Regions from separate parts of the Mus musculus genome. Here regions 2, 3, 4, 5 and 6 are each linked to region 1. A link is a contact called in public Hi-C, HiCAR-type, HiChIP or PLAC-seq and promoter capture Hi-C data. All regions are on one chromosome and are shown on one strand. Each heading gives the region's core, a stretch centred on a gene start, on an enhancer-like site or on the middle of the called end of the contact. The rest is flanking DNA. Distances are from core to core; before and after follow the strand shown. Region 1 holds the start of Nr3c2 (nuclear receptor subfamily 3, group C, member 2). Region 2 holds the start of Tmem184c (transmembrane protein 184C). Region 3 has its middle 72 kb from the start of Gm22509. Region 4 has its middle 31 kb from the start of Gm22509. Region 5 has its middle 110 kb from the start of Gm22544. Region 6 has its middle 62 kb from the start of Gm39199.

What was found. Promoter capture Hi-C pulls out the DNA fragments that hold promoters and counts their contacts. Hi-C and Micro-C count contacts between places; a contact is called where the count stands out from the background. HiCAR-type assays count read pairs that join an accessible place to other places. HiChIP or PLAC-seq counts read pairs in DNA pulled down with a chosen protein or histone mark.
Region 2: a contact with region 1 is called in a Hi-C map of uterus, with 8 times the contacts expected there. The contact joins the promoter of Tmem184c here to the promoter of Nr3c2 in region 1. A contact is called at or near these places in 2 of 39 promoter capture datasets (liver and pre-B cells), 4 of 484 Hi-C or Micro-C datasets (the MNK3 cell line, embryonic stem cells and uterus) and 1 of 115 datasets of contacts at active chromatin or transcription factors (bone marrow-derived macrophages).
Region 3: a HiCAR-type map of astrocytes shows a contact between it and region 1, with 2.6 times the contacts expected there. The contact joins the enhancer-like site here to the promoter of Nr3c2 in region 1. A contact is called at or near these places in 5 of 39 promoter capture datasets (the 3T3-L1 cell line, 3T3-L1-derived adipocytes, hippocampal neurons and 1 more), 2 of 484 Hi-C or Micro-C datasets (cerebellar granule neurons and cerebellum) and 4 of 115 datasets of contacts at active chromatin or transcription factors (VIP interneurons, astrocytes, forebrain and 1 more).
Region 4: an H3K27ac HiChIP or PLAC-seq map of VIP interneurons shows a contact between it and region 1, with 5 times the contacts expected there. The contact joins the enhancer-like site here to the promoter of Nr3c2 in region 1. A contact is called at or near these places in 3 of 39 promoter capture datasets (the 3T3-L1 cell line, hippocampal neurons and liver) and 3 of 115 datasets of contacts at active chromatin or transcription factors (VIP interneurons, astrocytes and stem cell-derived neural progenitor cells).
Region 5: a contact with region 1 is called in a promoter capture Hi-C map of hippocampal neurons, with 11 times the contacts expected there. The contact joins the enhancer-like site here to the promoter of Nr3c2 in region 1. A contact is called at or near these places in 6 of 39 promoter capture datasets (the 3T3-L1 cell line, 3T3-L1-derived adipocytes, cranial neural crest and 2 more), 1 of 484 Hi-C or Micro-C datasets (cardiomyocytes) and 3 of 115 datasets of contacts at active chromatin or transcription factors (astrocytes, embryonic forebrain and forebrain).
Region 6: a contact with region 1 is called in a promoter capture Hi-C map of hippocampal neurons, with 17 times the contacts expected there. The contact joins the enhancer-like site here to the promoter of Nr3c2 in region 1. A contact is called at or near these places in 6 of 39 promoter capture datasets (the 3T3-L1 cell line, cranial neural crest, frontonasal cranial neural crest and 2 more) and 2 of 115 datasets of contacts at active chromatin or transcription factors (astrocytes and forebrain).

Annotation. Positions count from the first base shown.
Region 1 is chr8:76,899,594-76,903,748 of GRCm38.p6, reverse strand. It overlaps Nr3c2 (nuclear receptor subfamily 3, group C, member 2), which reads right to left and starts at 1,419. Exons shown (of 9, transcript NM_001083906.2): 1 at 1,209-1,419. Gm10649 (predicted gene 10649) reads left to right here and starts at 3,128. Exons shown (of 2, transcript NR_028579.2): 1 at 3,128-3,643.
Region 2 is chr8:77,607,892-77,611,985 of GRCm38.p6, reverse strand. Tmem184c (transmembrane protein 184C) reads left to right here and starts at 1,333. Exons shown (of 10, transcript NM_145599.4): 1 at 1,333-1,883. The coding sequence starts at 1,761.
Region 3 is chr8:76,344,063-76,347,951 of GRCm38.p6, reverse strand. No RefSeq gene overlaps it. Among named protein-coding and RNA genes, the nearest start is that of Gm22509, 72 kb to the right of the region's middle. Within about 2 kb of position 1,736, at least 8 of the 459 cell types and tissues checked have an H3K27ac peak or open chromatin away from gene starts, as enhancers often do. A contact at or near this core is called in astrocytes and neural progenitor cells, where this site is marked.
Region 4 is chr8:76,240,906-76,245,370 of GRCm38.p6, reverse strand. No RefSeq gene overlaps it. Among named protein-coding and RNA genes, the nearest start is that of Gm22509, 31 kb to the left of the region's middle. Within about 2 kb of position 2,025, at least 4 of the 459 cell types and tissues checked have an H3K27ac peak or open chromatin away from gene starts, as enhancers often do. A contact at or near this core is called in VIP interneurons, where this site is marked.
Region 5 is chr8:76,134,619-76,138,850 of GRCm38.p6, reverse strand. No RefSeq gene overlaps it. Among named protein-coding and RNA genes, the nearest start is that of Gm22544, 110 kb to the right of the region's middle. Within about 2 kb of position 1,475, at least 8 of the 459 cell types and tissues checked have an H3K27ac peak or open chromatin away from gene starts, as enhancers often do. A contact at or near this core is called in hippocampal neurons, where this site is marked.
Region 6 is chr8:76,381,584-76,385,792 of GRCm38.p6, reverse strand. No RefSeq gene overlaps it. Among named protein-coding and RNA genes, the nearest start is that of Gm39199, 62 kb to the left of the region's middle. Within about 2 kb of position 1,277, at least 16 of the 459 cell types and tissues checked have an H3K27ac peak or open chromatin away from gene starts, as enhancers often do. A contact at or near this core is called in hippocampal neurons, where this site is marked.

The DNA of each region.
Region 1 (4,155 bases), core at 170-2,669:
AAACTAGTTTGAGTTGCTCTGCTCTTCAAGACTGTTACCTTCCCCTCTTATAGATGAAGGATAAACCTGCCAAGGTCACCTAAGAGAGTGGGAGAACCAGTTAGAGCCAAGCACACATGAGTTCTGCTCACTGGCTTGACCCAATGAGCCGCATCAGCTTGCTCTCTCTCTCTCTCTCTCTCTCTCTCTCTCTCTCTCTCTCTCTCTCTCTCTCTCTCTCCTCTCACCTGCCCTCTTCCTTTAAGGAAAAAGCTTTCCATAAAAGAAAAAGCTTTGCTTTAGCTTTAGTCTCTCCTAAACTCCCGAAAGTATTTCATGACACAAATGGTAGGTAGCATGCCATGATGTCAAACGTGGAATTAAAGCTCCAAGGGAGGACTACATAGATGGAGAATGCTGTTATCACTACTATGTAAATATCACCAATAACAGTACCTACAGAGTGAAGACCCGCGATGTTAAGATGCAGCTTGGTGTCTTTAAAACTCAGCGGCTTTAATAACTCTTCTGCTAGCAAAAGTTTTCCGAACTACGATATGATAAATAAATAAAGCAGATGGTATGATGAAGCATTATGATTTAAACCTCGTCTTTTAAAAATTCAGCAGGAAAAGTCATGTACCTAAAACCCATCTGGAAAAGGATGCCACCCAAAGTAGCTTCATCCCTTGTCTGTCCCTGTCCTAAGAATCCCCTAGAGTTTCCCCAAATATAAAGGAACTGGGAACGCAAGATTTTCCAGACCTCGTTCATACAAGATCTATGGTGATCTAGCTCCTTCAACTGCCCTTATCGGCTACACCTCCCACTCAGACTGGGGAGCTTCCGCAATTGATAGATGAAAGAAACATTATTCAAACGTCCTTTAAAATTTGCAAGAGCCAAACGATCTGAAATTCATTTTTGGGGAAAGGGGAGGGTGGTAGACCGCCCACTGCCAAAGGCGGTTAAAAGCCGCTCTTTAGAGGGCATTTATCCAAAGTGGCCAAACTTTCCCAAAATAGTCCTCAGCCAGCCGGGGGTGGGGGGGGGTGGGGGTGGGGAGGGTGTGGGGGATGAAAAACCAAAACAAAACAACAAGCACACAGAACCATACTGACTGTGCCTCCGGATTACGCAGCGGCTTCTCCCTGCAAAGTGCAAGCCACCCTTGCCACAGTCGCACACCGGGCTGGACCAGAGACGCCCCACTGCGCACCCCTACACACCTGCCTTGGCCAGGGTCGTCCTCTCGCCGTCTACCTGTTGCAGTGCTTGCCACCTCCACGACACCCCTGCTGCGGAGCCCCCCTACATCCAACCACATCCAGGCCAGCAAGTGCCGCTCTCCCTGCAGCGGGAGAGCCCAAGACAGCAGCGCTTGGCGCCCAGGTGACTTGCACAAGCTTCCTCTGAGCAGCCTGAAGTTGGCTCTCTTCTCCCGGGCCCAATGACACCCCGGGTGCGCAGGAGCTGAGGGGAGGGGTCAGGGGCAGGGCCGGGGCGGGCCAAGAGGAGGGGGCGGGCGAAAGCCCCGAGGGGGGAGTGGAAAGCCGGCCCTTTTAAACCGGGTCACATGTCCAGAAAGTTCAGGTCGCTGTCCCGCCCGCTGGAGCCATTTCCATTGGCCAAGGGGGAAACAAGGCTCCACGCTGTGCGGGCCAGGCGCGCTTCTCATTGGGCAACAGGGGCTGTCAGTCACCAGGCGGGCGACATGACTGATACAAAGTTGCTGCGACACAGCCTGGACTCCGCAGCTTCCTTAAAGCCGCAGAGGCGGCGAGTTCTCCTGGTTCCCGGAGGTGGCCCCGACCGGGCAACCCCTGCACACGCTACCCTTTAGCCCACTCTGCTCCTTCGCCCCAAACTTCTCACCTACACAACTGTCGCCCCCCCCCCACCCTCCCTGGCGACCACAGCAATCTGGAGAGAAGGGGAAAGCATGGTGACGCTAGAGCAGCCTAGATGGTGAGCCCTTGCTCTCTCCACCTGCAGCGCCAGGTGAGCCACAGCGGTGCACACCCGGCGCCTCCCACAGCGTCCTCAGGCCTAGGACTGCTCGGGTGGGTGTCCCCGGGACCCCTGAAGCTCTGCTCCCGCCCCCTCCCGTTCTCAGAGTTACCTTCCCGCCGAGCAGCCTTAATCTCCGCTGTCGGAGAGACAGAGGATCTCGTTCCCACTCGATTTCAGTTTCCTTGTGTTAACCACGCAGGAAAAGCGGGTGCTTTCAGTGCAGCCAAACCCCTTTAAACACAGCCTTCCTTCCACCCCACCCCCTGCCAAAAAAAAAAAAAAAAGTGCCAGGGTCAAGAGCTGAGGCGCCTGATAATTTTGTTACTGTACTTATACTACTTTAGTCCTGGATTTTTCCACTAGTTCAATATGCAAGAAAGCTTACTATCTCGAGGATATTCACTTTATAATGTGTGAAAGGGGTGCACATAATTGGGGCAGGTATACTGGATGAGGGGAGACACTAAAACTATTTTTTAAGGATCGTTTGTCTGCGCGAAGAAATTTCGACCCCTTTCCTTCGCCCAACCCTGATTTCCCTCCCATCCACCCAAGCACTGCACTTGCTAAGCCGAAAGATGGACTCCTTAACTTTAATTTCTAAGGACTTTTAGACTGGTTTGAGGCTCGTCTTTGGACTCCCCTGCTGGCTGGGAGTCAGCACCAGTGATATACACACCTAAATCTGGTCCCCTGGCCCTTGGCGACCCGCAGGCCGCCGGCGGCAGCTGTGCAGCTTCAGGCTCACCCTCACTCGCCAGGAGCTGAAGCCCCAGAAGGAGGAGGGCATCTTGTGCCCAAAGGCCCCTCCTTTCCTTACAGTTAGTTAAACCTCAGGATCCCGGATCCCAAGCCCAAGGAGACTGGAAGTCTCAGTCACTCCAGCAGGACACTCCCCAGAGGCAAAAGAAACTGCAGCGGAGACGACAAGCTGGTTGGGACTCCAGTGCCCATCAGTCGCCAGCGTAGAGCTGGCCCTGGAGCCCCTACACACATGAATCCCCCGCCGAGTGTCCCAACTTTCCCGGGAGGGTAGCTGTCACGCGCGCTGGGAGAGCACTCTCAGCATCGATCACGCCCGGGGCCGCGCGCGGGTGGCGAGCTGGAGCTAGGGGAGTTCCGGACCCGGCGGCCCGGGCTCGCCAAGCAGCAGTGGCTGCAACTCAGCCAGTGTGGGTATTCATTATTAAAGAAATGGACCGGGCTCTTTTTACTAAGTTTTTATCTCCTTTAGGGAGAGCTGGTTTTGCCCTGGATCGAAGCTCCTTGCAAAATCTAGGTTAGAATGGCACGGAGCAGCCTCCGCGCGCTCGCCAGCCTCCCAGCACCCGTGTCCCGGGCCGGCCTGGCGGGCACCTGGTCTACTGCCGGCAGCCCACCTCCTTGAGCCGACCCGCTTCCCCTCTGCACTGGCCCTGGCACCCCGGGGCCTCTCCCTTGCGTTCCTCGGCCCCCTCCCACCACTGTCGGTGCAAAGTGACAGTTGCTGCACTCACCTTTTCTAGGACATGGTAGGGAGACTGGGGCGGGGGAGGGGGCCAGCGAGACTCCCGCCGCCTCCGCCGCTGCCGCCGTCAACAGCAAGTCCAATACCGGCTGATCGGCAATCAGGATGGAGAGGATAGCAATCCTGGCAGTCGCCCTACTGACGGTGGGTACAGTAATAGAGCGACTGTGCAGATACCCTATTGGAGGCGGCGAGCCAGCAAGCTGGCGAGCTGGAGGCACTAAATTGCGCCTAGGGGGCTCCGAGCACCCGCCGGTCCCCAGCAGTGGCGGCCCGGCTTGGGGCCGGCGGGTCTCCCAGTCTGCTGGTTCGTCCTGCAGTGACTGTGGAGGTCCCGGGAGCCCGCCAGTCCAGCGGTAAGCTCCCGCGCCTGCAGCGGGGAAGCGGGGCTCTCCGCGCCCCCTCCCAGGGCTGGGGTAGCGGGTGACAGCTCAGGCAACAGAGCGTCTTGTGTGTGTGTGTGTGTGTGTGTGTGTGTGTGTGTGCGCGCGCGTTTGTGGGGGCAGCCGCAGGGGGAGCCCTCGGCGCCGTGGCCCCCTCCTCGGTCACACCCTCACTTGCAGTATGAGGCTGTCCAGCGGTCCTGCCACCCGCTGGTGGGAGACAGGGGTGCTGGTGGCTGTCGTCGGAACCCCAGCCACTGACAGCAAGAAGGC
Region 2 (4,094 bases), core at 84-2,583, 710 kb before region 1:
CTGCCATTTGCCAAGAAATAAGTAGTGGTGATAAGCTGTAAAGCAAGAGTTTTCCCTAATTTTCTGAACTTCAACAGTATACCAAGATTTCATTAATGGTTAGGAATTTCCTTAAAACCAACTATTTTAACTTATAGTGTAGACCAAACTAAAGTCCTACAGCCCCTTTAAGGAAATGTGCAAAATGGAGATCACAGGAGAAAGACTGCAGAAGTCAGACTCCAGGCTCTGGTAACTGAGGAATGTGATTTCATCTGTATACTTTGAGACTCTGGTCCATGACATTTTGTCCAGATGGCTAATAGGCAGAAGTCCCCTGGTTGCAGGTGATGGCAAATATTTAAACATCAAGCAGAGTCCAAAGTCAGAGAAAACAGCTCTATTACTTAATAGGTACTATTAATCACTTGACACTTTTCTCATCTGTGAAACAGAAAACTACCCATCGCTACTCGGTACTTTTATGCAGATCAACTCATACAAAATGGGTAGAGAAGTTAGTGTTTGATTTCAGAAAATGACAATATATGCAGTGTTCAGTGTCTAGTCGGGACTCAGATGTTTGCTTGTTCCCTTGATTTAGAAAGAATTTAAGATCCCATGTGTCATTGATCTGTAAAGCTATACAGCTAAAAGCTTTAGGTGTATAGAACAGATGTCAGAATACCAACCTTTTAAATCTTAAATAAGATTTTGTTTTTTTTTTAACTCAAGTTTGAAACGTGAACATTTCATATTGGCGGTTACTTTCAAAAAAGCTATTCTTAGAATGATTCTTCTGCCGGGTCTAGAAATTATGCAGACAAATTCCTCCTTAGGACCCTAAACTCTAGCAACTGACTGAAATCTAACCTATTCTGTCTTATTCCAGCGGGCTTCCCATTCCACCCCTAAAGACAACTGGGAAGCCTTCTGAGAAAAATAAAGCTATTTCAAGTTCCACTCCACAGTGACTGCCCCTCACTATGACTTTTCTTTAGATGGAGTAAAGTCTCAGGAATGTAGCGGGTGTTTCTGAAACGTCCCCAGTTCCTACAACTTTCGGAGCCCTTTTAGGGAACCACTTAGACTAGGTAAATTAGAGATGCCAGAAATCCGCCGCTACTCTCCTTCCTGCCCTTGCCACGCCCTCTCGGTAACCTAGGTTACAGCCACGCCCTCCTCCGTAACTGACCAATCACAATGCTTTGCGTTGCGGGACAAGGTTTAGCTCAGCTTGAAACTCAGAGCAAATCATTTGCTGCAAGCATCTGATCGGAAACGGAAGTGGAATAGTCGGCGGAAGATGAGTTCTGAAGATGAGTACTGTAGAGGTTCCAAAGCCGTGAGTGAGGAAGTTCTGGGCCGGGTCTTCCGGGGGCGGAGACTAGCCTGCCAGAGCTGGACTAGGGAGAGGGCTGGTAGGGTACCAGATGCAGGTCAGACCCCGAGTGCCTAGAATCCCTAGTTTACCCTGATAGTCCTCGGGGTCACGATGCAGCGGAGACTCTGGGTGACCTCCAGGTGAGGCGGAGGCGACGCCGCGGCGGCACTGAGTCCATGCGGGTTGGCCGGCGAGGATGCAGCCTGCACCTGCGAGCATCCCGAGCGGCCACCGCTGCAGCAGCCGCAAACACAGAGCGACCCGAGAACGCGGCGCCAGCGGCTAGTAAATCTTTTCCTATAGGGCGCCAGCGGAGAAGACAACCGAAAAAGCGAACTTGCCAAATTCTTGGTTTGGTTCGATTATTCAGCTACTCAAAGAGAATCTGTTACAGAACATGCCTTGCGCATGTAATCGGAGTAACTGGAGGAGATGGATCCGACCCCTGTTGGTACTTTTTTACGCAACAACCATCCTGGTCGCGGTTCCGATATGCATTTGGAAGTTTCAAAAAATGAAGGTAAGAGGGTCCTGCACCTCTACCCTTTCTTCCGCTGGTTGACAGAGTTCCTTTGTCTGCCTTCTAATGCTTGAGGTCTGAAAAACATTTCGTCTGTGGACATTAAACCAACCTGACTGGTTTTATTTAGCCGCTACAACTGGAGGTAGGTCCGGGTCGAGAAACAAATAGTTAAAGCACCTACTTACAATGGGCGCTTTCCCAATATTCATCAGTCCCAGAAAGAACTTTATTCTTGAAATCAGATCTGCTATGCAGGTACTAGGGCTTGACCAGACCAAATAAACCATCTTAAAAACTATGTTCTGGATTTTATAGGCTTTTAGCCGGTTTTCTGGAACCAAAGGATTCTTGTTAAATTGACTTTGCTAATTAACTTTACGTTTGAAGTTACAAGTTTTCTTTGTTTCTTTCCTTAAAATCTCCTGTAAACCAGGCTGTTCTGGATTTTGCTTTGTAGACTAGGATGATCCTCCTGCATCCAAACTTCCCAGTGCTTGGATTACCGGTGTATCCATCATTCTGTTTACTCAATGCAGGGATTGAACCCAGGGCTTTGTTTATTTGAGGCAAGCACTCTACCATCTGAGCTTCATCCCCAGACCTGAAGTTACTCCTTAACCAAAGCAAAAATTTTACAAACATCCCCTGTGTGTTCCTTTATATTTAAAAAAAAAAAAAGGTGTATTTGTTGGTGTGTTCGTGGGATGGTCCAGTTGTGGAGGTCTGAAGGTGGACAACTTGGAGCAGTTGGCTCTGCTCTCTCATCATAATGAGTGCTGAGGACTGAGCTGAATCTATCAGGGTTGGAGACAGGCACCTACCAGCTGAGACATCTCTCTGGCCCTCTTTGTTGATGTCATGTTGTGACATTAGTAAAGTATTACAAGCTGGATAGCTAACCTATGTCTATAGTATATCTATAAAGTGAAAACTTAGAATTAATAACCAAAAAGTACTTTTATTAAGAAACAGTTATTTTGGAAGAGTTATGGCAGACCAGGTAGATGCATACAACCCACCCCCCTTTGATTATGGAAAATATTTTAATCAGTGTGTCTAAACATATTCATAGGATCTTTTTGTTCACTAAATCTTGTTGGCTTTTCTAATTATAGTTCATATAGGTGTTTAAGGGTATTAAATATGACATTAAATATTTCTCATTTGTTATGTTTTTAGGCAATTTGAGATTTGTCCACCCAAATTTAGGTCTAGCAATCTTAATTTAAATGTAATTTCCTCACTTAGTATTCCTTGGAATACAGTATAGAAAGGGAAATGAAATGTACACAAGCATGGCCGCCTGAGCCTCATCTCTGTAACCCTCTCGAATGGTGTTTATGGCAAGATGGAAGATGGAAACAGACTTGCCTAGAAGCTCGACAGCCAGCCAGCCGAAATAAGAGACCCTGCCTCAAGGTGGAAGAAGAGCTGACTCCCCAGTGTTGTCCTCTGACTTCCACACCTGCACACCAACACTCACACACATAAAAGCACACGTTTAATACATATGTGTGTATGTGTGTGTGTGTGTTATATCAATCATAAACAGTGCTTCAACAGGAATTCATGTTTTACAGTCAGAAAACTATTTTGGAGTCGAATATCATGGGCGTGAGTGTGATTTCGGGTTGCAGATGGCCATGCTCTTGCTGAATCCTCACATGGCTCAAGCACCTCTTTTTGAGGTCATCCTCCCTGAGACTATGACCTCATTTCACCTACATCCCTTCCTGTCAGCCTTATCTCCAAGTATGGCCACTTGCACTAGGTGTTGTTTCAACAAATGAATGAGGCGAGGCCAGCCCAGTTCCTAGTGGTCAGACTTTACACATTGTCCACAGTTAAAAGAATGCTTGAGATTAAGTACAGACAGAAGGACCCGGCACCAGTGTTTCACAGGGATTTACAGAGAGGGTTTCTTTTTTTTTTTTTTTTTTTTTTTCCATTTTTTATTAGGTATTTAGCTCATTTACATTTCCAATGCTATACCAAAAGTCCCCCTTACCCACCCACCCCCACTCCCCTACCCACCCACTCCCCCCCTTTGGCCCTGGCGTTCCCCTGTACCGGGGCACACAAAGTCTGCGTGTCCAATGGGCCTCTCTTTCCAGTGATGGCCGACTAGGCCATCTTTTGATACATATGCAGCTAGAGTCAAGAGCTCAGGGGTACTGGTTAGTTCATAATGTTGTTCCACCTATAGGG
Region 3 (3,889 bases), core at 487-2,986, 560 kb after region 1:
AAGCCAACTTGAGGACAAGGGGAGCACAATGCCCTTTTAAATAAAAGCCAACTAAATAGCTTGTGAAATCTGAGAAGTTATGGGCACAGCGGTTTAACACTCCAGCTTCCAGAACTGGGGGTGCCATTTATAGTTGATGGAACTACTGGGTGGTATCAGAGCCCTCCTGTAAATGTTGGCTTCGGCCTGTAAGGAAACAGACAAAATGGAAACACAAAGGAACCACTATCAAAACTTTGTATTGTTTGGATTCAGTCGGCAACAATGTTGGCAAATCCCTGAAGATTCCCATTGTCCTGTAGAGTGGAGGTAAAGGAAACTACAGAAGTTTGTGCCAAATTCTTTCTAGTTGAATGGGCTCCGTTTTCTTCATGTCAATGGTTCTTTAAAACCTGGTGGACTGGCTTCCCCTAAATTTGGGTTTTACTCACATTTATTTATGAACCAAATGCATTTCTAACCCTCCTTTAGATTCATAATTCCTAAGGACCCTAGATCATTTATGAGTATTCCTTAGCCCAAGAAAATGAACGAGGCCATACACGGGTGTGAAATGATGTGGGTGGTGCCAGGCAAGAAAGGCTTCTGGTCATTTCCTCTATTTGATCAATTGACTTGTCTAATCTATTTGACTATGGATGGTTCGCCTGACCTGACTTTGATTAGCTTTAATGGGGAATAAGGTGGCATGAAGTGTACAATGTTACAAATTTGTAAATGCAAGGATGACTAGAAATTTATTTATATTTGTCCATAGGGGAGATTAGGTCAATCTCTAGCTATATTTACAAACACATTCTAGCCACAGCTGAGCAGTGTGGAACTGGGGAAAGTAACCATGCTTGCCTTTGCTTAAGCCCACAAGGTCTTTTGATTTCTGCCCAAATAAAGCAGGCTTTTGGCATGGCTCTCTGAGCTGGCAAAATATCTGCATAATGTCTGCAGAATTTAGAATGGCCAGGAGGGGCAGGTCAAAGACAGCCAAATTATGATATCACACCCATAAAATCTCATCAATGGTGACACACAGAAAATGCTCAGTGAATTGCATTCATTAATTTATCCTTATTAAGAAATTCTAAGCAACGCAGTGTCTACATTCCTTGGCAGATTTAACATTCTGCCGATGTCCCCTATTTTGTTCATTGCTTTTCAAACAAACAAATAAACAAACAAAACTTTCCAAAGCAGTCTATGGGTATCAACTGACAGGAGCTGAAGTCGTGTGGGTTGGGGCAACCTGGTTTACTGAGACAGTCCAACAGTTGGGTTATAAATGGTGCCATTGTTTTTGGGGATTGACAAAGACATTCCTGACACTTCCAGTGGTTGGTACAGGAGCATACCGTAAGGTGCAGTGAAGGAAAGCTGACTATATACTTCTGTCTTTCTTGTTCAGGTCAGGGACAGGGGCTCTGAAGAACCAGCTGACCAGAGTTTGGCTTGCTTGTGAGTCAAAATGATCAGATTCTTTTGGAAAGAGCAATAATAATGGTTGTTCAACTGCCAGGAAAGCAGCAAAATCAGGGAAACAGCGGAATATGCAGTTGAATGCCAGCCCAATTTTTCTTTGGGTCACACATGTTTTTAAAGCTAGAAATCTGGCTTGTCTACAAAACGACATCAGGAAGAACTGAGGGAAGCGAGAAGAACTGATGGGAAGCATTTCCTGGTGACTGTCTGACCCTGTTGGAGCTGAGAATGTCACTGTGCGGGGGCAGACATTCAGAAGTCTCCTCAGCTGTCTTGTCTGGGTGCCTGGAGTTTGTTCAGCCAGCAGAACTTAGGAGCTAACACAGGGCCATTAGAAGGAGAGAAGGCTTTTTTTTTTTTTTTTTTTTTTTTTTTTTTGTACAGACCAGTATGGAAAGCAGAGTAGGAGGAACTGGCAGCCAGGAAGAGAGAAATGAACCAAAACACCAAAAAGATTTACCAGGGCAAGTAGAAGATGGAAACAGACAGTGAAAAGATTTTGAAGACCAAAGGCAGTGTCAAAGATTTTTCTCACTATTACATAGGCAAACTTTAAAAGAGCAATCAAAGTATAAATTAGAGACTTTAAATAAATATTTGTTCCCTTCTGTGCTTATATCGCTGTATTAACATTTATGTTTTTCATATTCAGTCAATTTTGAAAAATTCTAGTTCTCAAATGCAATTCCTTTATTGATATTAAGGAACTATTGTATTTGTTTGTAGTAGAGACTAATCTGAACAAATTAGACACTAATACAAACTATGAGATATTCTTATTTGGAAAAATATTCTTCCATAGAGACGTATCTTAAAATAGTTGCCTATCTATTCAGAGTCCTGGTTTTTCTGTGAAGCCTGGCTGTAACCTAGGGAGGGAGTTGCTACATGCCCATCACCCCTGCACTGAGGAGGCAAGAGTGAAGAATCAAAAGTTCAAGATTATATTTATTGGCTATGAAACAAATTCAATATCCGCCAGGGTTGCACTAGACCCCGAAGAAGCAAAACAAAAACAAATAATGAAAGAAAAGTAGTGTTCTTTTAATGTAACCTTGTGAACTGTTTCCATTTCTGTGGATTTCCATATCAAATCTTCACACTTCAGGTAGTGTCAGGTGGACAGGCCTTGATGCATTCTGTGGAAGCTCCAATAAGCTAAAAGGAATGAAGGAACCTCAAAGCATGGCCCATATAAAGAAAGAGGTTTTCTCTCCTCAATATTTGGATCTCATTTCTTCAGTGGATAGTTGTCAGGGGAGGAAGTCCTCCATTGAAGTAAGAAAGAGACAGGAATGGCTACACTCATATTTAGAGCAAAGGAGCCAAACAAGAACTATGCTTCAATGAGTTATGAATATCTGATACAAAGGCTTCATGGAATTTCATAATGAGTGGTAGAACGAAGAGATAAAGAAGGGATGCTGGCATTGAATAGAAAACAGGACACACTAATAGGTATATGTATGTATAGGAGAAAAGGCTACATTGGATAGAAAGAGGACACACTAATAGGTACATGTATAGGAGAGAAGGCACATTGGATGGAAACAGGACACACTAATAGGTATATGTATGTATAGGAGAGAAGGCCACATTGGATGGAAACAGGACACACTAATAGGGATATGTATGTATAGGAGAGAAGGCTACATTGGATAGAAACAGGACACAGTAATAGGTACATGTATAGGAGAGAAGGCACATTGGATGGAAACAGGACACACTAATAGGGATATGTATGTATAAGAGAGAAGGGCACCCTGGGGAATGACCTTGGTGAGGAGTCAGGGACAGAGGTCAGGTTCCGCCTGTACTGTTTACTAGAGGTTGGGGGAGACAATCTGGACTCTGGAGTCCTTTAGACTCTGTATTTCTCAGATGTGGATTCATTTTTCCAGAGAAACAGTTTCAGTTTCACTGACTAACACTAGAGTGTTACTGATTGTGGTTTATTTTATTAAGGGGAGAGCCTTGCTGTTTTATTTCAGTAACATTAGGGTTTCTTTTTGTACGCACTATCATTATTATCTTGAAAGTTAAAGTTGTTTGACTTGTTGGGAAGGTGGAACATAACAAGATTATAATGGTGAGGATTTTGTTTTGTTTTGTTTCCCCTCCTGACAGGCGCAGGGCCCAGCCTCTATTAACGTAGATGCTATGCTGAAATGTTCTGCGCATGCAGCTTCTTAAACAGACAAACCCCCACCAGCCTGTGTGAGCTCACAGGACAATACTTTACAGTTTCTGTTTTTCTCCCTAAGAGCAGGGCAAAATTAATTAGCAATCTCTGGGTGAAAGGAACTCGGGTTTTTATATAATTAATAGTATGTTCAAGTCAACCAGTTAAGTACATTTAAATAAAAAGAAAGAAAATGAAAATGGTTTGCTGATTAAAAGCAAGTTCTTGGCTTCC
Region 4 (4,465 bases), core at 776-3,275, 660 kb after region 1:
CACACACACACACACACAAACACACACACACAGTGAGAGAGAGAGAGAGAGACAGAGAGAGAGACAGAGACAGACAGAGAGAGAGAGAGAGAGAGAGAGAGAGAGAGAGAGAGAGAGAGATGAATTTTTTAAAGAACATTTTTCCCCTAAAACCTGATGTCCCTCTAGATATCTAGGCCTTTCCTCTAGAACCACTGCAAAGGTGGGCTCTCTGTGTCACAGCAGAAGGAGCCCATGTCCCTGAAGCAGTAGCTCCTGGAACCTGAAGATGCTAAATGCTGACCATTGAAGGGCTGATGAGAAGGACTCTCTGCTTAGTCATCTTGCAACTGCAGTATTTTACATGCCATCTTTTCCCTCATTTCCTTTAACTAAAAATAGATTTTTAAAGATACAATATACTCTGATTTTGGATATCCTTTCCCAGTTTCCCACAAATGATTGCTATATTCCAACCCACCTAAACACATACCTTTCCCTCTCTTATTAGAATACAAAAAAGGTATCTAAAAGTATTAAAACAAAATGAGTATAAAAACAAACAGAAAAATAATTTTTAAAAAATGCAGAAGAAACACATGCAGATGCTGAGACGTATATTCTCACACATACAGAAAACCTGTAAAAAATGGAAAAAATAATATATAAGCAAAATATCTAAGGAAAAGTTGAAAAAGCCCAGACAAAACATTATAAGAAAGCCAAACAAAACAACAACAAAACTCTGTGTGTGTGTGTGTGTGTGTGTGTGTGTGTGTGTGTGTGTGTGTGTGTGCATGTGTGTGTATGTTGGCCATCTACTGCTGGGTGTGGGGCCCGCCATTGAGTGTGGTTTTTGAATTCCTTTTTGAGCAGTTACAACTTCAGATGGCTTCTGTGTTAAGGACAGGGTCTTATTGTGACTTCCCTGCTCAACACTGGGACCCATCTTACTTAGACATGTGCAGAACCTACCCAGGACCTGTGCATGCTACCAGTCCTTATCTATCTGGTTTATTTTATTGTTCTATTATTGATTGTGAAAATTCACCTAACCACATAGATATAGTTCTGGTGGTGATCAGGCTGCCTTCTGCTCCTGCTTTATGGGTCACTCTGACCAGCCTTGAACTTAACTCAACATTCCAATTGTGTTTTGTTTGCTACTTTTGTGTGACCTGCAACTCACAGTCCTCCTGCCTCTGTCTCTGGAATGCTACGATTTCAGCTTTATGACACTGTGCTCAGTCTAACTGATTGTTCTTCATTGTGTACTTTTCTAACAAATAAGCTCTAGGTGTTTGTATAGCAAAGAGATGGATGGAGAGAGAGAGAGAGAGAGAGAGAAAACAAGGTTGTAGAGGTCAAAAAGTACCAGATAAGATGGAAGTTTCAAAGGATTCCTATGATTAATCCTCTGATTAATGCTAGTAGCAAGTTCAACATTTGTAGAAAGCAAGGTGGCTACACTACCTAGAAAAAGTTTTCAAACAGAGCAACAGGTTGGTCTCAGGTATCCTGGACATTTAGTTGTACTGTTTGTTCCTTAAATGATGTTTGTCTATTCAATAAATGTGTGTGCACACACAGAGACACTCACAGACACACTCAGCTCTGCGCATGTATGCACGCGCACACACACACACACACACACACACACACACACACACACACACACATACACACACACCACAAATATAATGTATGAGTTCTTTACTTTGCTCCAGATTATTGTCTAGAAGCAAAGTGAAGCATATGTTTATATTTCTTTTTACAAAAATATTACAAACCCGAATTCCAATCCTACTGACATTAAAATATAACTAAATAGTCACATACATGGAAGAAGCAACTGTCTTCCAATAGTCCAGGAACAGCCATTCCCCTGCAATTTCTTAAAGCCTTAAGATTGAGGGTGTTTCCTTTCCTTGATACACAAGACATTTATATTCTTCTCACAGTTCTCCTGATTTGTAGTCCTCATCTTCCGTGCCACCAGGCTGAGAAATGTTGCGATCCAGACTTATTAGGCAAGCCACACAGCTGCTGCCATATCTCCTGCCTCTATAATTTTCCCTGATTGATATATTTGTGCTCAGAATGGATAACCCACCATTTTAAAAGGTTAATATAAAATGCTCACGGTGGCAATTTTCTTTGTATTGGGTTTAATTCTATCTTCTTCCACCCTCCCCATTGGCCTTTGTTCTCAGCACTAGGCTTACTTCTCTGGAATGTTCAGTTAGGAATATTTCCTATTCCCATCAAAACATGATATGTTTCTCCTGGAAACAAAGGACAGAGCCACTGAGATGACTAAGGCAGACAGAAAGATAAATATCCAATGAATCAGAGCTAGGACAGTGGAGCAAAATGGAATCTCTTTTCCCAAGTTGTTTGCTATTTACCCCCAGAATAGATGAGATCTTTTAACAACAACAACAACAAAAATCTATTTGTCAGTAATAAACTACGGTAAACTGTCAGGAGGTGACTTGCTTGTATAAGAGCTATGTTACACACTGACAGCAAAAATATAATCAGGTATTTTTTGTTCTTGAGGAATTCAGATTAGTGGGAGAAATATACATCTAAACAGATAATTATAATATGACCACTGTTATGATTCTATAAATGCCAGGGATTTTTTAACCAATGACAGGAACATTATAGTAATAATCATCATAATCCCTGACTGATCAAATGGGGGAAGAGCTGGGAGAGAAAAGTGGTATTGATCTTGAGCTTCAAAAAGAAAAGAAAGGGTTTATTTCCAAGAGGCATCCTTGGCTCAGGACTACCGAGTCATGCCTGGCCAAACCACATTATAGGGGAAATGGAGAGAAGCAGTATTGTAGAGCAGACTGAAGCAAATACACTCTCCAAAGGCTTTAGACTTTGTTTTTAAAGGCAAGTATTGGCCAGGAGTGGTGGCACACGCCTTTAATCCCAGCACTTGGGAGGCAGAGGCAGGCAGATTTCTGAGTTCGAGGCCAGCCTAGTCTACAAAGTGAGCTCCAGGACAGCCAGAACTATACAGAGAAACCCTGTCTCAAAAAACCAAAATAAATAAATAAATAGCAAGTATTTCGAACCAGTATTGATTTTTTCCATTAATTTTCTTTTTTTGACATATAAATTAAATTTATTTATGTGCATGCATACTGATGACCTAGGGATAGAATAAAATTAACATATTTTCTTTTTTTTTCCAATTCTTTTATTAGATATTTTCTTCATTTACATTTCAAATGCTATCCCGAAAGTCCCCTATACCCTCCCCCTCCCTGCTCCCCTATCCACATGCTCCCACTTCTTGGTCCTGGCTGTCCCCTGTACTGGGGCATATAAAATTTGCAAGACCAAGAGGCCTCTCTTCCCAATGATGGCTGACTAGGCCATATGCAGCTAGGGATACGAGCTCAGGGGGTACTGGTTAGTTCATATTGTTGTTCCTCCTATAGGGTTGCAGACCCCTTCAGCTCTTTGGGTACTTTCTCTAGCTCCTCCATTGGGGACCCTGTGCATGATAGAGACAAGGAGCTACTGCATGGCAACAGTGCTAGGAATGAATGGTGTTTCTTTTTCCAAGGCAACCAATGATTCAGTGAGACATTGTCACATGTCATTTCAAAGGCAGCAGACACCTGATTATACAGTAAGATGTGCTAACTAACTGTATAAGCCACACAAAGAAAAATGTCTCGGGATTGCGGAGGGTGAACGAGCAGTCTGCAGAATCGACACAGTTTCTGGGACAGACCCTGTTTTGGCCTCCAGACATCTGGGCACCTTCCCCACCAGAGGAGAGGTGTCTGCCTGGTAGGGCTCTGACTGCTGAAGCAGATGAGGGAACCATCCTGTGTCCCGGGTCCCTCAGAGACCAGTCTGCACAGGTGAGAGTGAGGACCAACACAGCTTCTGGGACAGGCCCTGTTTCAGGCCTTCATCTTCAGCCACTAGGCAGGACTGAATGCCAGACCTCTGTGTACCTTCCCTGCAAGAAGAGAGCTTGCCTGCAGAGAGTACTCTGACCACTGAGACTCAGAAGAGACCTGGACTCCCAGGACTACTGACAGAGGCTAACATAATCACAGGAGGAACAAGCTCCAACCAGAGACAACTATAACAACTAACTCCAGAGATTACCAGATGGTGAAAGGCAAACATAATAATCTTACTAACAGAAACCAAGACCACTCACTATCATCAGAACCCGGCACTCCCACCTCAGCCAGTCCTGGATACCCCAACGCACCCAAAAAGGAAGACTCAGATTTAAAATCATATCTCATGATGATGGTATAGGACATCAGAAGGACTTTAATAACTCACTTAAGGAAATACAGGAGAACACTGCTAAAGAGGTAGAAGTCCTTAAAGAATTAGAGGAAAACACAACCAAACAGGTGATAGAATTGAACAAAACCATCCAAGACCTAAAAGGAGATGTAGAAACAATATAGAAAACCCAAAGTGAGACAAC
Region 5 (4,232 bases), core at 226-2,725, 760 kb after region 1:
GTTATTTGGCCAATCGAGATTAGATTTATCTTGCTGCAGTAAAGTAGCCTCTGTCAAAAAAAAAAAAAAATTCCCCAGCACTGTAGCCCAGAATGATCCCATAGAGCATCACACAGCCCTTGGCAGACTGTCACACTGAAGGCAAATAGCTCAACCCTCCTCTCTCCTGAGGATGCTGAGCTGGGAAGAGCACTTTTTGTAGGGATTTCCTGGAGTCTGCTTTGGAGTCAAGGAAATAACATTTCTTCCTCAGTGTTTCCTGATGTGATCTCTTTTTTTAAAACCTTTTCCACAAGCATACACAACAGAAGCCACTAGAGGACATAATGTCTAAATGATTGTCCCAAGCACAGACACAGTGAGCATGAACTTAGACTCAGACCTGAGGGTAAGCAGTGATCCCACCATCATACTGAGGGTAAACTGTGATCTTGATCCCATCCTCTTTGCTTCAAGACAACAAGAAAACCTCATCTACTCCAATTTTTCGCTAAACAAATAGTGACAATTTATAGTCTTTGATTAGTGCTGGGGAGTCTAGAATCTATAGTTTTAGTCTTTTTCTGACAAGTAAATGCATGCATTAATTTTTCTAACCACTAAACACAAGTGTTCTAGAAAATTCTAAATTCTATGTGGAAGTAGGCATTATTATCTATGCGATCTGCATGTCTTCACTGTGAGTATTCATTCCCATTGCACAGCCAGATACAGCCTGATTCCAGGCTATGTTCATTTTCATTTGATATATCATGTTGTTTTGTAAATAATCTGTCCTCAACAGATGTTTACAGGTGAGTTAATTCAGGTATTTCTTACTGTATTCCTAGGTAAAAACACAGAGAAATAAGCATTAATTTTTCTGAAATATTTGTATTCAGAATATCTTTTGGTTTTATTTTCTTATGAAGCTTATGAGGCATGATCATGTTTTAAAAATGAGGAGACTTTTGATTCATATTTTACAGAATATGTTTATATATACTCACCTGTATAGTGGTCTTGCTCCTGTGTAGTGTTTTTAATATTTTAATTGTTTTCTTGCTTCCCAGTCAGAGGCATTCTAAATAACACCTAATATGAATAGTTTACAATTTTTAACTCTCTGATTGCTGTGAACGACCCTGTAAAAATAGGTTAATGAGTTCCTTAGGTGGAAATAAGTTATTCTCATCTCACTGAAAAAAAAATCTAACACATAAGTTTGATCTTCATGTGTAGACTATAGACACATGTTTCTAAAGAATGCTGAACAGAAAGAAGTACCTTTGCGGTCAGTGCAGGCAAAATGTAGAAAAATAATTAGGCCATCATTTAAAGCACATAAACGCAGCATGTACACATGCATACACACATAGTCTCATTAACTTTAAACCATAGAAAGTAATTACAGATTCACTGCTAATGAACATATGGGCTAAGTTCTGACACTCTACTGGTTTCAGTTCAGCAATCCTAGAAACAAAGCAAAGCTCACAGATGGATGGGGAAATGTGAGTGAGTGAGGGCCAGGAAGCAAAATTCCTTTATAACTGTGGAACAGAGCTCCAGAGCATCCGAGAGCAAAGGACTCTCAGAGCCATGCCATTCTGAATCCGAACAGCTCTGCTCTGTGGCCACCACCTGTTGTCAGGAGAGAAACTGTTGATGTCTGAGGAAGATCAGGTCGAGAGCACAGAGAGCAGGCAGAGGGAGACTGATAGGAATTTGACTCCAGATAAAAAGGAATCTACCCTTGCAAACTTCCAAAAGGAATAGTGGGTTACAGGAAAAAAAAATGTCATACAGAGTAAATCTTGAGGATAAACCACTGAGTAATTGTAGAGAAGTTAAGGCAGTGCTTGGCACTGTGCTACTATGCATATTTGTATTTAAAGATGCGACCATTCCAAGCATCCTTCTTGAACATGCAGATCAGAAAGGCATATGCATTTGAATAGACTGAGTTACAACCTCAAACTCTGAAGATAGTAGCAGCAAGATCAACTTTGTTTTGTCTTCTGGATTATTACTTCACCAACAGCAGAAGGCAGCTATGGTGGGCTTCCTCCTGACCAGGAGGATGCACCGCACATAATGCCACTTGGAATTATCAACTTTGGGTGATGCCTCCATTATAGTTTGAGATGAGCAAACTGATCTTTTATATCTACTTATGTCCAGAATCCTCGGTTCCCTAGTCATTGCCTGGAGACATTGCATTTCTCACAAATATCAGTTCCTATTGGTGGGGTTTTCTATTGAGGCACTGCTCTGGGTTTTCTCATCTGTGAGCACATGCCTTGAAAGCACACCTTAATTTGTTGATGAAAATGGGCACTTTGTGCCTCCTTATAAGATCTACAGTGTTCAGTCTTCTCTTTCTAGTCCCTTCTTACTTGCAGTTACAAAACAAATCAACAACAACCCAAAAAAGTATATATTTTCAGACTTCTTAGCTTATTATACAATTAGGTTACTTTGATAGTTTTCTTCTTATTCCTGAAATCAGTTCCTGTCAGCTTACATGATCTTTACTCTACAGCAATGATAATTTTCAGTTTAATGTGAATATTAATAAATTAATTTAGCTTCTGGTGATGATTTTCATTTTTCCATCTGTCAGAATGCTACCAATCTCAAAAACAAATCAGACACTTTCAGTTAGAAACAAAGTAATGCAATAATAGGAGTGAGAAAATTTTACATCAAAGCATGCACAGGAAATAAAAATATAAGTAAAACATTGAACTTCAAAAAGATAGCATGGTGAATTACACACTTAGGTGGTACTTTGGAAACTTTTAAAAGAGTTTTGACTTGCCATTAATCATCTTATTTTTAAATATTTTTAATTTTTATTTGACACATGTACTTACAGGTACAATTTCATATTTTAGTGTATGTATGTGTAATGTAATGAACCAACCACATTGGTTAGAATGAGAAGAGATTCCATTCATTTCATAGTTTTTTAAGTATTCAATACATTACTGTTAACTACAGTCACTATGAATAATAGGTCATCAGAACTTAGCCATCCATCTAATTGGAGCTGGGAATTTTTGTTGAGTCTCTTGAGTAAGTGAAGAAAAGCTCAACCCAGGTGTTTCCCAGGCATTTCTCCCAGTGGCCCAACAAAAATACAATTGCATGTAGATCACTACTGAGCTGAATAGCTATACTCTTTTTAATGTTTTGGATGACAAAAGTTGATGGGAGAATGTGGAGTCCTCATCTAGATGGTGTTGAGAAGTGTGGTATGATGCCTAGGAAACCAGCAAGTCCTCAGGTTTTGTACCTCAACTGTGGCTCTCCAAATGAGTACATAAAGACACTAGTCATTGCCAGCTCTTTTTCTCTTCATGTTGCTTCCTGTGCCACAATTTGAGACATGACTTCCTTATTTTTGATCCTGCTTAAAATGTTTATTTGCTCTTTCTGTTAGCAAGTGCTTATTTATTCAGGACTTGTTATCAATGACTTTAGCTACTATGTCCTTCACCCATATACATATGTTTGTATATATTAGATATAGCAGACTATAAAACTGGCAATGATTTGATTACTCTTTGAAGATGCATTAAGGATGTCTATCTTGATTCCATATTAATTTATTCATCCACTCCACAATTATTTTTGGTGTATCTTTAAATATCTTTAAATATCTTTAATGATAAAAGTTCAAACTCATTGGTCTTGTACACAGATGCCTTCATGATCTCCTCTCTGCCTCTCTCATATATCTTCTCTATTCTAATCACAAGGTTTGTGTGTACTATATAATCTCTTCAACCTAAAATTTTGCATTTCAGTACTTTCTTTTGGGGGCATGCTTTCTGACTCATATCTTCATTTACCTTGCCCTAACTTACCTGATCTTTCAAGTTGTAAGAGATCATACATACACAAGTCTGTCCCACCAGCTGTCCAGTCATGACCATTTTAAAAACAGCATCATCTTATTTACTTTTTTACACAATGACCAGCACAAGTAGTAATTTGTGAATTTGTTTTGAAAGAGGGAATGATAGAAAGATCCATTCAGTGATTCTGCAAGCACTTGGGACAAACTGCAGAAATCGTGTAGGCTTTGTTAAACAAAATGATTTCTTTTTCTCTTCTGCAGAGTTCTAGAATGGTGGTGGAAACTCAGTGAGTTTTCTAAATTGATACTTAATCCAGCAGCAGGGCCAACTAAATTCCAACAAAACTACTGTCATTATCAGTGTCTGAAATCTATTTAACAACCA
Region 6 (4,209 bases), core at 28-2,527, 520 kb after region 1:
AATATGGTCTCTGGCCTTGAAATCCGTTGTCTGTTTGGAGTCAATATAAAAAGTCTCCTTATCCAGATTACATAGCTGTACATATAAAACCTAGAAATAAATCCATCCTAATCAATCTTTATTCATCATTTTTTCACTAAGGGCTTTGACCAGTACAACAGTATGCTGTACCCTAGCTCAGTCTGCACACAAATTACAATGACGTGTGTCTGCTATATCAATAAAAATATAATACATGAAGTCACTAAACATCATAAATATCAATGCCCAATGATGATGACTTCCCTACATTATGTTGTTCAGTCTCATATACACTTAAATAGATCAGTACTAGCTTCAGTTTAACTTACAGAAGGTTAGGAAGAAATGAATGAGCCAGTCGAGATTTATTTTTTCACCCCAAAGCTAAGATGGTAATGGCAGTGTTAAAGCATAGTATATGTTGTGATATTAAAATCTTTTAGTTTTAGTTCAAGGAAAATAGAAATAATTTCAGTAAGCAAGAAAAGAGCTAGAGATACAAGATGATATTGAGGACTCTGCAAGGGGCAATGGAGACATTTGCTCCTAAATATTCTGGAATTTTCTATAAACTTTCAACAGATTCGCAGAGCTGTAACAGCATTTGGCTAGATATGAACCGCATAAGTTGATTGTATATACTGAAGTATTGTCATTTCATAAAGTGATTGCTCCCAGAATGTCACATTTCTGGTCCTCCTGCTAATTTAAGGTATGATCTGGAGTTTGCAACCTATTAAACCATGTGCATGTTTTTCACTTTTAAGTTATGGAAAATTAAGATAGAATTGAAGCTATAGTTATACAATTGGTTTTTCCAGAGTCTAATTGGCTTTTCTAGGGTGGCCATAAGCTACTATTAGGCTTGGCCCTGATCATTCAAGAGTGTTAGGTAACCGCACACATTTAAGTTTTATTCTAGTAACCTGGCTGGCATTTCCCTCTAATTTAGTCTTTGGGGTAAATGTACAGGTTTAGGATCTAGTCTAAAGAGACTTTCTAAAGCTCCCTGAAAAGATAGGATAATCTGGTCTGCATACTACGATTTCACACAGCTGACACTTGGTTATGGATCCCCCAGCCTGACCTTAGACAATAGGCGACTTTTCTGGAGATATCAGGAGGTCCTGTACCAGGCATAGCTGGTCCTGTACCAGGCATAACTGCTCCTGTAAATGTGACCCTGTTCTGCTGTGCACCTCTCTGCCTGTGACCGGGCATTCGTTTGTCTTTAATGAGATTTTGCAGTGACAGGATTGGAACAGATTGCTGGCGTTATGGCAGCCAGGATATTGTCAGGAGGAACTTGGCAGTGCTCAGAGGTGTTATGATTGCTGGCTCTTTGCTCAAGGGCAAGAATATTGAAGGAGATGAGACAGAGTGAAGGTAATGTCACAAAAGTTCCAGAGATGAAACCTGTAACGGTACATGCATGGCAAATGATTTGGGGTTTGCATACTTTTGAGCCCTTGGTGACTGAAGACATCGCCAAGAATTGCTTCAGTGATATTCGTTCATAAATCTGCATAATAATCTCTCAGCAGGGCTTTGGTGAAATTACAAGTATTCATTTACTAAATTGGGTTCAGTGTCTGTATCCTGCATGCCATATGAATATTCAGCTCAGTGAATGCCTCCCAAGCTATGTTGAAGTTAACACATAAGCTGAATATAACTCAAGGAGAACTCAAAATTGCATGCTTATTTTAACCTAACAGAGGGCCTAATGCCTTAAAGAATTAGACCTCCGACCCTTGCTATGTCAGTTAATACTCGTTCTAATAAAGCCCAATGTAAAGCTGTTTTTTCAGTATTTGAGTTTGATTTTTGGCATTAAGTGGTTTTCTTTATAACAGGGGATTAAGATAATAATATACAGGGCTATGAATGGTTTTTTAGAACAGTGGCAGCTGCCAAGCAGATTCAGGAAGAATGTTTAATTACAGTGCTCAGTAATAACAACAAAGAAACAGTTCAATGAGAGGAAACAAGCCTATTCGGTGACAAAGGTCTGTGCTGGGTGGAGGAGGTGCCATGTACCACTGAGTGTACCACAGATCGTTATAGTTGCAACTGCCTTGGTGGTCAGTGGGAGTTTTCCTTCCATTTGAGCATTATTTCTTCTCAGTACAACTCAGTTGGCACTCCAGGTTAAACAAACAGAATTACACTCTCTCTCCAAAGCATGCAGATCTTTTCTGGAAGTGAAATTATTATTAATTCTTTGAGAAGAGTTGATTTCATCCACTTTAGTAGTACAAGAGCATTTGCCTAGGAGTGTGTCAACCTGTGTTCCCATGTGCAACTCTATAGATTCAGCCAACCGTGAAGCTTCAAATAGCTGGTTACTTCCTCTCCAAATCCCTTTCAACTCTAAAGGTTTCCCAGATATTGTGATTATAAAACATATTCTGAAAATAGTTGTTTGGAAACATTTTTGACTGCATTATTTTGTTCCCCTAAAGTGTCATATGGCATTAGATGTCATAATGGTATTATGTAAAATCTTATTGAAAGGAAATGTTTGTTTATACTTTTTCTATAGAAAGTAAGGTTCTAAATCTGCTTCATTCATAAAATATTAGTCAATTGACCAATATTATTTTTATCTTCATATAACAGTGGTTCTCAGTCTTCCTAACCCTAAGACCTTTAATACAGTTCCTCATGCTGTGGTGACCCCCATCCATAAAATTATTTTTGTTGCTACTTCATAGCTGTAATGTTGCCACTGTTATGAATCTTAATGTAAATATCTGTGTTTGTCTTGGGCAACCCTGTAAAGGTCATTTGGCCCTCAAAGGGATTGCAACCCACAGAGTAATCAAAACCTCCAAAGTTGAAGTCATCTGTGCAAAATGATTGCTTGAGTAATTAATCTGAGATGCAAATGTGAGCTTTTCTGTTCCTAACAGTCAAGGGTTCCTCTTTTCTTTCCAATAATTTCTGGGTAGGAGACAGATGTTTCAAATCCATATCAACTCTATAAAGAGGAAATTAGTTTGTGTTTTTAACTGAATATGCCCTTCATCTAAAGAAATCTGGAATGAGGGTTGGGAGACAGACTTGTTCTAAGGACAGAGCCTTGGGTTTCAAAAGAGCTCCAAGTACAGAGATTCATTTTTACTCGCTAAGCATACTAGGATAATAAGTAATTCCCCACATCTGATTTCTCCCATATTTAATGATGATATTTCCATGTCTTTATCAATATGAGCCCCCCAGTAGGACAGACTAAGAAGCATGCAAATCACACATGCACACTGGTGTGTGGAGTGACTATGGGTGGGGGCAGGTGCTGGCCATCAAATGACTGGGATGAAGTGAAAAACAGGAAAATGTAATTTTTCTTGTAAGGATCCTGACAATTAGAGGAAGTCTGACCTGGCCACAAGGACTCAGGGAATGTCTATCTTGAAAGATATATTTTAGCAGACATTGTATGCATGGACTAGAAGATGCAGACTATAGCTAGAAAGTTGGATATGGTTTTTTAAATGGTGTCAGATAAGTGTTGGGAGAAGGAAAGAATTTAGCAGTGGTTATCAAACATATTAATAAAATAGCTAGGAGGGTGTTCACTGATCTCAGGTGATGTGGTGTTAAGATGTGATCATTCAGAAAGAATGTCTTGCAGTAGGAAAGCTTGAACTAAGAGCAACAGCATCATAGAAATTCAGCTGAACTCTGCTTAAGGTTAAGTCAGAAATCTAAACAAGATTCTGTAAACATTAAATTACAGCCTGGGTATATTTTCCTGTAAAGAAGCTAGATTTAGACATTCTCCTCTATCAAATATGATACTCATATGTAATAGAAATAGCCAGTGAAGTTACATAGTGAAGAATAAGAGCTTTGTAAGTAGAAAGAGGACTTGAGAGGCACTGTGCACAGCCTATGGACTTAAAGATTGCAGTAGTGTTGAAAAGCAAGTTTTGCCACTTGTTCTTCAGGAAGTGGGGAGACCACTCGAGGAGGAATGGTTTGCCTTTAGCGTTTCCTACTAACATACCCCAGAAGGATTACAGACATACCTCAAAGTTTAAAGTCAAAATGTCTTTATTTTTAATTTTGTAGCATCAAAGCTCAGTTGTAGGAGGTCTTTTTTGTATCCAGTGTATATGGGAAAAAGCAATCACATTTCTGTGAAGGAACCCCTGCCATATTATCTAAAGGTAAAACATATAT